Linked DNA regions of Mus musculus: region 1 is linked to region 2. Evidence: chromatin contacts called from public HiChIP or PLAC-seq data. All regions are on one chromosome and are shown on one strand. Each heading gives the region's core, a stretch centred on a gene start, on an enhancer-like site or on the middle of the called end of the contact. The rest is flanking DNA. Distances are from core to core; before and after follow the strand shown. Region 1 overlaps Cd8b1 (CD8 antigen, beta chain 1). Region 2 has its middle 13 kb from the start of Gm38827.

Evidence for each region. HiChIP or PLAC-seq counts read pairs in DNA pulled down with a chosen protein or histone mark.
Region 1: an H3K27ac HiChIP or PLAC-seq map of double positive thymocytes shows a contact between it and region 2, with 4 times the contacts expected there. The contact joins two enhancer-like sites. A contact is called at or near these places in 8 of 39 promoter capture datasets (the 3T3-L1 cell line, the HPC-7 cell line, HPC-7-derived erythroid cells and 6 more), 2 of 484 Hi-C or Micro-C datasets (bone marrow-derived macrophages and nephron progenitors), 4 of 115 datasets of contacts at active chromatin or transcription factors (CD8 T cells, double positive thymocytes, embryonic stem cells and 1 more) and 4 of 9 other capture datasets (adipose tissue, liver, macrophages and 1 more).

What each region holds. Positions count from the first base shown.
Region 1 is chr6:71,331,076-71,334,087 of GRCm38.p6, reverse strand. Cd8b1 (CD8 antigen, beta chain 1) reads right to left here. Exons shown (of 6, transcript NM_009858.3): 4 at 1,563-1,652. Among named protein-coding and RNA genes, the nearest start is that of Cd8b1, 9.8 kb to the right of the region's middle. RefSeq lists an enhancer at 1-3,012. Within about 2 kb of position 1,322, at least 11 of the 459 cell types and tissues checked have an H3K27ac peak or open chromatin away from gene starts, as enhancers often do. A contact at or near this core is called in double positive thymocytes, where this site is marked.
Region 2 is chr6:71,165,071-71,168,346 of GRCm38.p6, reverse strand. No RefSeq gene overlaps it. Among named protein-coding and RNA genes, the nearest start is that of Gm38827, 13 kb to the right of the region's middle. Within about 2 kb of position 1,491, at least 22 of the 459 cell types and tissues checked have an H3K27ac peak or open chromatin away from gene starts, as enhancers often do. A contact at or near this core is called in double positive thymocytes, where this site is marked.

The DNA.
Region 1 (3,012 bases), core at 73-2,572, 170 kb before region 2:
GGAAGAGCAGAGCAGAGACAAACAAGTCAGCGCTGGTTGGTGGATCACTGGCATCAAAACCTCAGAGCCCGAGAGGAAGGCAGCATGGTTAGCCAACGCCCAAGGCTTCTTCTGGGGTGCTAGGGTGGTCCCCAGATTCCTCACACTTCTCACTTTTGTTGCTTGCTTATATAGGTTTGAAGTGTTTAAAAATTACTCAGTCATCCATTCCATGATTCTAATAGCCTTCATGAATGCTACCCTACTCTACCCATCTCACGTGGGTGGAAACTGAGACACGCAGCATGTGAGTTGTCAAATAACTTGCCTGAAAGCCATGTAGCTGGTGCCAGAGTTTTAGTGCATTTCCTCTAATCCAGTTTGTACCTTAAATAAGCTTTCCTGGAGACTGGGTGCCTAGGACAGTGGTGGGACACCAGGCCTGGTTCAAATTTCAATAGCACAAAACAAAGGCCATTGCTTTTTTTGCATCTGGCAGCAGCAGAACTTAAAAGGCATCCAAAGCAGTGCGGCACACTCCTTCCAGAATGCAGGGAGGAGAGAGAAGCGTGCTGTGTTTGCTTCCTCAGAACATTTTTATATGTTTTGGAAACAGAGTCTTAGGTGGCCCAGGCTGGCCTCAAACCTCAAATTCACTATGTAGCCAAGGCTGACCTTGAACTCCTGATCTTTCAACCTTTGCCTCCCAAGTACTGGGATTACAGGCATGTGCACCAGGTTCAGCTAGACCACTGGGGTTCTTATAACAGGGTTTGCAGAGGATAACAGTGTACCAAAGCACTTATGCTCTCAGCTCTGTTCTCCGGGGTGGGGGCCACAGCTGTTAAATCAAAGGAACCTGTGACCTGGAAAATGTAAGAGACACTGATCTGCTTGGTGGCCCTGATGTTTCCTGCTTCCCTTTATAGATGCCCAGGGAGAGACGGTGATGTGCTCGAGGTGTCAGAGGTGACCAGGACCAGGGGTAGTCTGGCCTCTCCTCTAGGTCAGTGACTGCAGAGCCTGGGTGACAGAGGAGCTAAGAGCACCAGCCATGAGAATCTCCCTGCAGTGTCACTGGGGAAGGGTGAGCTCTTTGGGGTACCCAGCTTTCATGGCTACTGGCCATGAGCCCCCATGTACCTAGCACATGAGTCCCAAGGACATTATAGATAGCAGCTTTTAATGCATCTCTTGTATGTAGGCAATATTTTACTCCTGGGTGAGGCAGCTGAGATCCACTGAGACCAAGATCAAAGTCATTCAAAGGTAGAACAGTGAGCTACAGTGGACTCAAACCTAGCGTTCATCTGACTGCTGACACAGGTGGAATCTCTCTTTGGCTTCCTGGGTCGGTGGTGGGCCTGTGTGTCTCAGTGGTAGAGAGCACCCAACATGCCCTGAGTTCAAGTTCCTGAACTCCCCAAGTCTCTCAAAAACAGAAAGCTGCTGTTAAGCCATAAGGTTTGCTGGCGGTAGGTTTACTATTTATTCTGCTATTTTAGTGAACAAAGAACTCCTAGTATACACACACTTCAGGTAGAAAGTGGGGGCCCTTCAATGTCCCGCAGGCACTGACTCACAGTAAAAGTAGACGGCCACTCCGAGGAATGCCAGCAGAAGCAGGATGCAGACTACCAGCAGGCTGAGGGTGGTAAGGCTGCATGTCAGGCCTGAAAAAGACACACATGACACACACATGCAACACCGACTCGGACACAGCAAGGAGCAGCCCCTCCTCCCGGAGAGTATCACTGGCCGGCTTGTGTGTTTCCTGACACCCAGTTTCACTATGCAGTCTTCATTTTGTAGCCCTGGCTGGCCTGAAACTCACAGAGAACTGTGTGACTCCCGTCCCAGGAGGCAGCCCTTCCTGGTTGCATTTTAAGCAGACTGGCTTCTGGCTCACTTTAAAATTCACTTTAAATATCACGGAGATAATTTTATGTAGAAAATGCCATGTTACATCTGTATTTTTAAAAAACACTAATAAGACTTGGGAGCTGTTTCAAAGGGAGTAGACACACACCATGCCTAGTAATATGATTTTACTATCCATTAAAAAAATCCTTTTATTTGAATTTCACAAAAAACCAGACAGCTATATTTTCATTGTATTTTTCACGGAGCTAGAATGCTCACAGACCAACATTGATAATTTGGCGTCCTTCCCCTTTGCATCTAAACCCCCCAGTGTTCAGTGTTTACATACGTGTATGGGTGTGCACATGGTGTGTGCACACACGTGTGTGGGTATGGTGACCAGAGGAGTATGACAGGTGTCCTGCTCGGTCACTTTCTACCTTATCCTCTTAAGACGGTGTCTCTCACTAAACCCAGCACTAGGTTGGTGGCCAACAAACCCCAGAGGTTCTCCTGTCTCTGCCCCACCCCACCCCCCAAAGTCAGGGTTACAGGTGTGTGTTGCTGTGCTCTGCTTTTTATGTGGGCACCTTGAATTTGAACTCAGGGCCACGTGCTTTCATAGCAAGCACCTTAATCTGAAAAGTCATCTCTCTAATTTCTGTCTCTGCTTTTTGATTTTTAAAGATAAAGTTTCCTGCCTCCCAGGCTGGTCTCTAATTCTCTGTGGCCAAAAATGACCTTGAACTTCTGATTTTCCTGCCTCCACCTCTCAAGTGCTGGGCTTACACTTGTGGGCCACGGTGGCTGTTTATGCAGGGTTAGGGGTTGAACCCAGGGCTTTGTACATGCTAGGCAAGCACTCCACCAACCGAGCGACATACTTGGCCGCTTGGTTTCCTCCTTTCAGTACAGCGGACTGTACTGTATCCATTTCTGCAAATGCACCCCCCCCCCCTTTAGTCAGGCCAGCACATCTTTCCCCAGCAGAAGCGCAGGAAGTCCTATGGAAACCCTGAAGTTTAGGTATCAGTGGAAATCTTAGCTGTTTCCTGGGTGTTACTTTTATAAACAGCCCCTCAGAGAACATTCTGGCATGCTTCTATATGTAGGTGCCTTCCCAAGGTAGAAACTGAAAATGGGGACTACTAAACCACAGACGTCCATTTG
Region 2 (3,276 bases), core at 242-2,741:
CTCCTGGAACCAACGGTCACAGTGTCCTCTTTACCCACAAACATTCTTACTGTTATGACCATAAATGTTCTCTCAGGATTGTTTATGTAAGCTAGAAAATATTCACAAGGGCCATGACTGAGGTCATGGCTCCTGTCACCTCTTCCTGGGAATTAATTATGCAGCTTCCTAATTTCCCTATTGCTTCCTATTCCACTGAAATATATTTGCAATTCAACATTAGTTATTACGTTTGTGTTTACACAGATGTGTGCATGCCTACATCTGCAGTGTGTGTGTGTGTGTGTGTGTGTGCGCGTGCGTAAGTGTGCACATATGGAGACCAGAGCTGGTGACAAGTGTGCTTCTCACCACTCTCCATTTACTTCTTTTGAGACAGGATCTCTCAGTAAATCTGGAGCTCCCACTTTTGGCCAGACTGGCTGGCTGTGCACTCCTGGACTTTCCTTGTCTGCCTGTCCAGCACTAAGGTTACAGAAATAAGCCACTACACTCAGCTTTTATGCTGTGCTGGGGATCTGAACTCAGGGCTTTCCTGCTGGCAGAGCAAGCACTTTTCCCACTGAGCCATTGTCTCTCTCCAGCCCCAGGAACAATCGAATGCTTTTAAACAGCATCTTTGTAATTTTTTTGTACTTCATTTTTGGGGGGCAACAATGGATCACTCTTTAGTAGCAAATCTTCACTCATTGAACTACAAAGCAAAGAAAGTCCCCAAGAAAGACTGGAATTCAGTGGCTTTCAGGATTGGCGAGGTGGTTCACTGGGTACAGGCATTTGCTGCCCAGCTTGACAACCTGAGTGGGATCCCAGGATCCACTGGTGGAGAAAATACCTGATTTCCATGAGTCCTCCTTTGGCTCCCACACACATTTTATGACACACACACAGACACACACACACACGCACACTACACACACACACACATACCACACACATGTGTACACACACACACACACACACACACACACACACACACAGGGTTCGTGCTGGCATTTAACTGTAAGTTCAGCACTATAGAGTCTAAGGTCAGACCAGGTTGGGTTGGACTCCAGAGTGATACTGTCTCAGTCTCTGTGTGCAGACAGACGGCTGTCTGGTCACTTTGCAGAGACAGAGATGGTATTCTGGTGACAAGAAACTTAATCTTTATCTACTACAATGTTGTGTTCAGTTTTAAATAATTCAAGCGTTTTGGGATGTCATAGCCAATAAAATTTCTAGTACACTTTGAAGTTTTTTTCTGTTTCTTCTCTGCTGGGTTTATCTCAGGCACTATTTTGAGAACGACTACACAGTTCTACACGAATTTCATCATCTCCAATTGACTCACCAAAACCAGTTCCCAGGCTGGCCATGAAACACCTGTTGCCAGCATAATTGGCTATGTGATGCCATCTAGTGTCAGTAAATGTAACCACTTCCATTTATTTCAGAACACAAAACAAGAAGGTACATTCCAGATGTCAGTATCAAGCTACAGAAAAGAGCACACTACACGTGACACTACGTTTGGTAGGATGTGCTTGTGCTAAGAGCTAAGGCAGTCAGTCAGGGTCCCATGTGCCCCAACCTTCTTCAAACTCTTCTGCATAGCCAAGAATGATCTTGAGCTTCTAGTTCTCCACCTCCAGAGTGTGCATTACAGGTGTGCCCCAGCACACCCAGTCTATGATATGCCGGGTTCCATGTACACTAGACAAGAACTCTACCCACTGAACTACACCTCCAAGTCTCTTCTGCTATTTTAATCTCCCATTCATTACCTGTAAGTCCAGCAACCTTACTGATTTCTAAAGCAAGAGGAACACTAATACGTCTGGTCAGTGACTCCACTTTGTCTTTTTCGTCTTGACATAACCAGAACAAGATCAAAACTAACACTGAAAGACTCCGAGAGGAGCCCCTCGCTCAGGCCTCAGGACAATAGCGGACACCCAAGAACTCACGACAGACCGAGCTTGTTGCAAACCACATGAGGCTTTATTCGGGGAAAGCCAGAGCTCTGGGGACGACTCATATCCCACGCAGGGGCAGAGGAGTCGACCTCGAGAGAAAAGAGTTCCCAGTTTTTATAGGCCCTCAGGGGGGAAAGGAGAAGGGGGAGATTAGGGGATTTCCAGATCTAAACAATGTCTATTCTCAAGAAATGGGTATGGGAGGGGTACAAGGAAAGAGTCTAATGAAGGTGCAGCAATGGGCACACACCTGGTCAGAACATTGGCAGACACACAGGTTCAAGGAGTGGCCAGAGCATTGTGCACCTCTATTTTTCTAAATCAGTGAAGCTAGTTCTGCTAACACTGACGTCTATCTTGCCAATTTCAGGGCTTCTGTGTCCTTTTACATTCTGCGAGGATCTTTCAACACCTTGCATTGAATTAGCCACATTCAGAATCAAGATTTCTTAAGCAGGAGGCTTCCTTTCCTCACAGGCCTGCCTTGGCTGTAACTGGTTAAAAAGACATCAGCTTTGGGCAGGCCTTCCATACTTGGGCCCCTCTTGTTTTCACCTGAAGTCTTTCCTTTGTCAGCCTCTTTTGCTTTCTTTGCTGACTTCTGCCAAAACATCTCACAGCCATGGTCACACTGGCCATTCCAGACCATCATACTGGTGTCCTCGCCGTCAGCTTTCCCTGTAAAAGGAATGGGGGAGATGGCCTGATAATAAGAAATAAGAGCCGGGCGGTGGTGGCGCACGCCTTTAATCCCAGCACTTGGGAGGCAGAGGCAGGAAGATTTCTGAGTTCGAGGCCAGCCTGTTCTACAAAGTGAGTTCCAGGACAGCTTGGGCTACACAGAGAAACCCTGTCTTGAAACAAACAAACAAACAAAAACAACAAAAACACCCCAGAAAGAAAGAAAGAAAGAAAGAAAGAAAGAAAGAAAGAAAGAAAGAAAGAAAGAAAGAAAGAAAGAAAGAAAGAAAGGAAGGAAGGAAGGAAGGAAGGAAGGAAGGAAGAAAGAAAGGAAGAAAGAAAGAAGGAAAAAGAACACTTGGAACTGAGACCCCAGCAACATTTCTTATGTCATGCTAATGTCAGCAGGATGTGTGTCAGGGGGGAGAGTCCAACCTACCCTGTGATTCTAACATAGTCCAACATTTTATAAACTTCAGACTGTCACTGCTTACATTCTATTTAACAACTCAAACCAGGGTATTGGGCAAAAGCACTTTTAAAAGTTAAGAGAAATTTAAGTACAGCTTAATGTGTGTGCTCTTGGAATGAGGCTAAGAGACATAGTTGGTATAGGTTGTTCTTGAGAGGCTGCTCT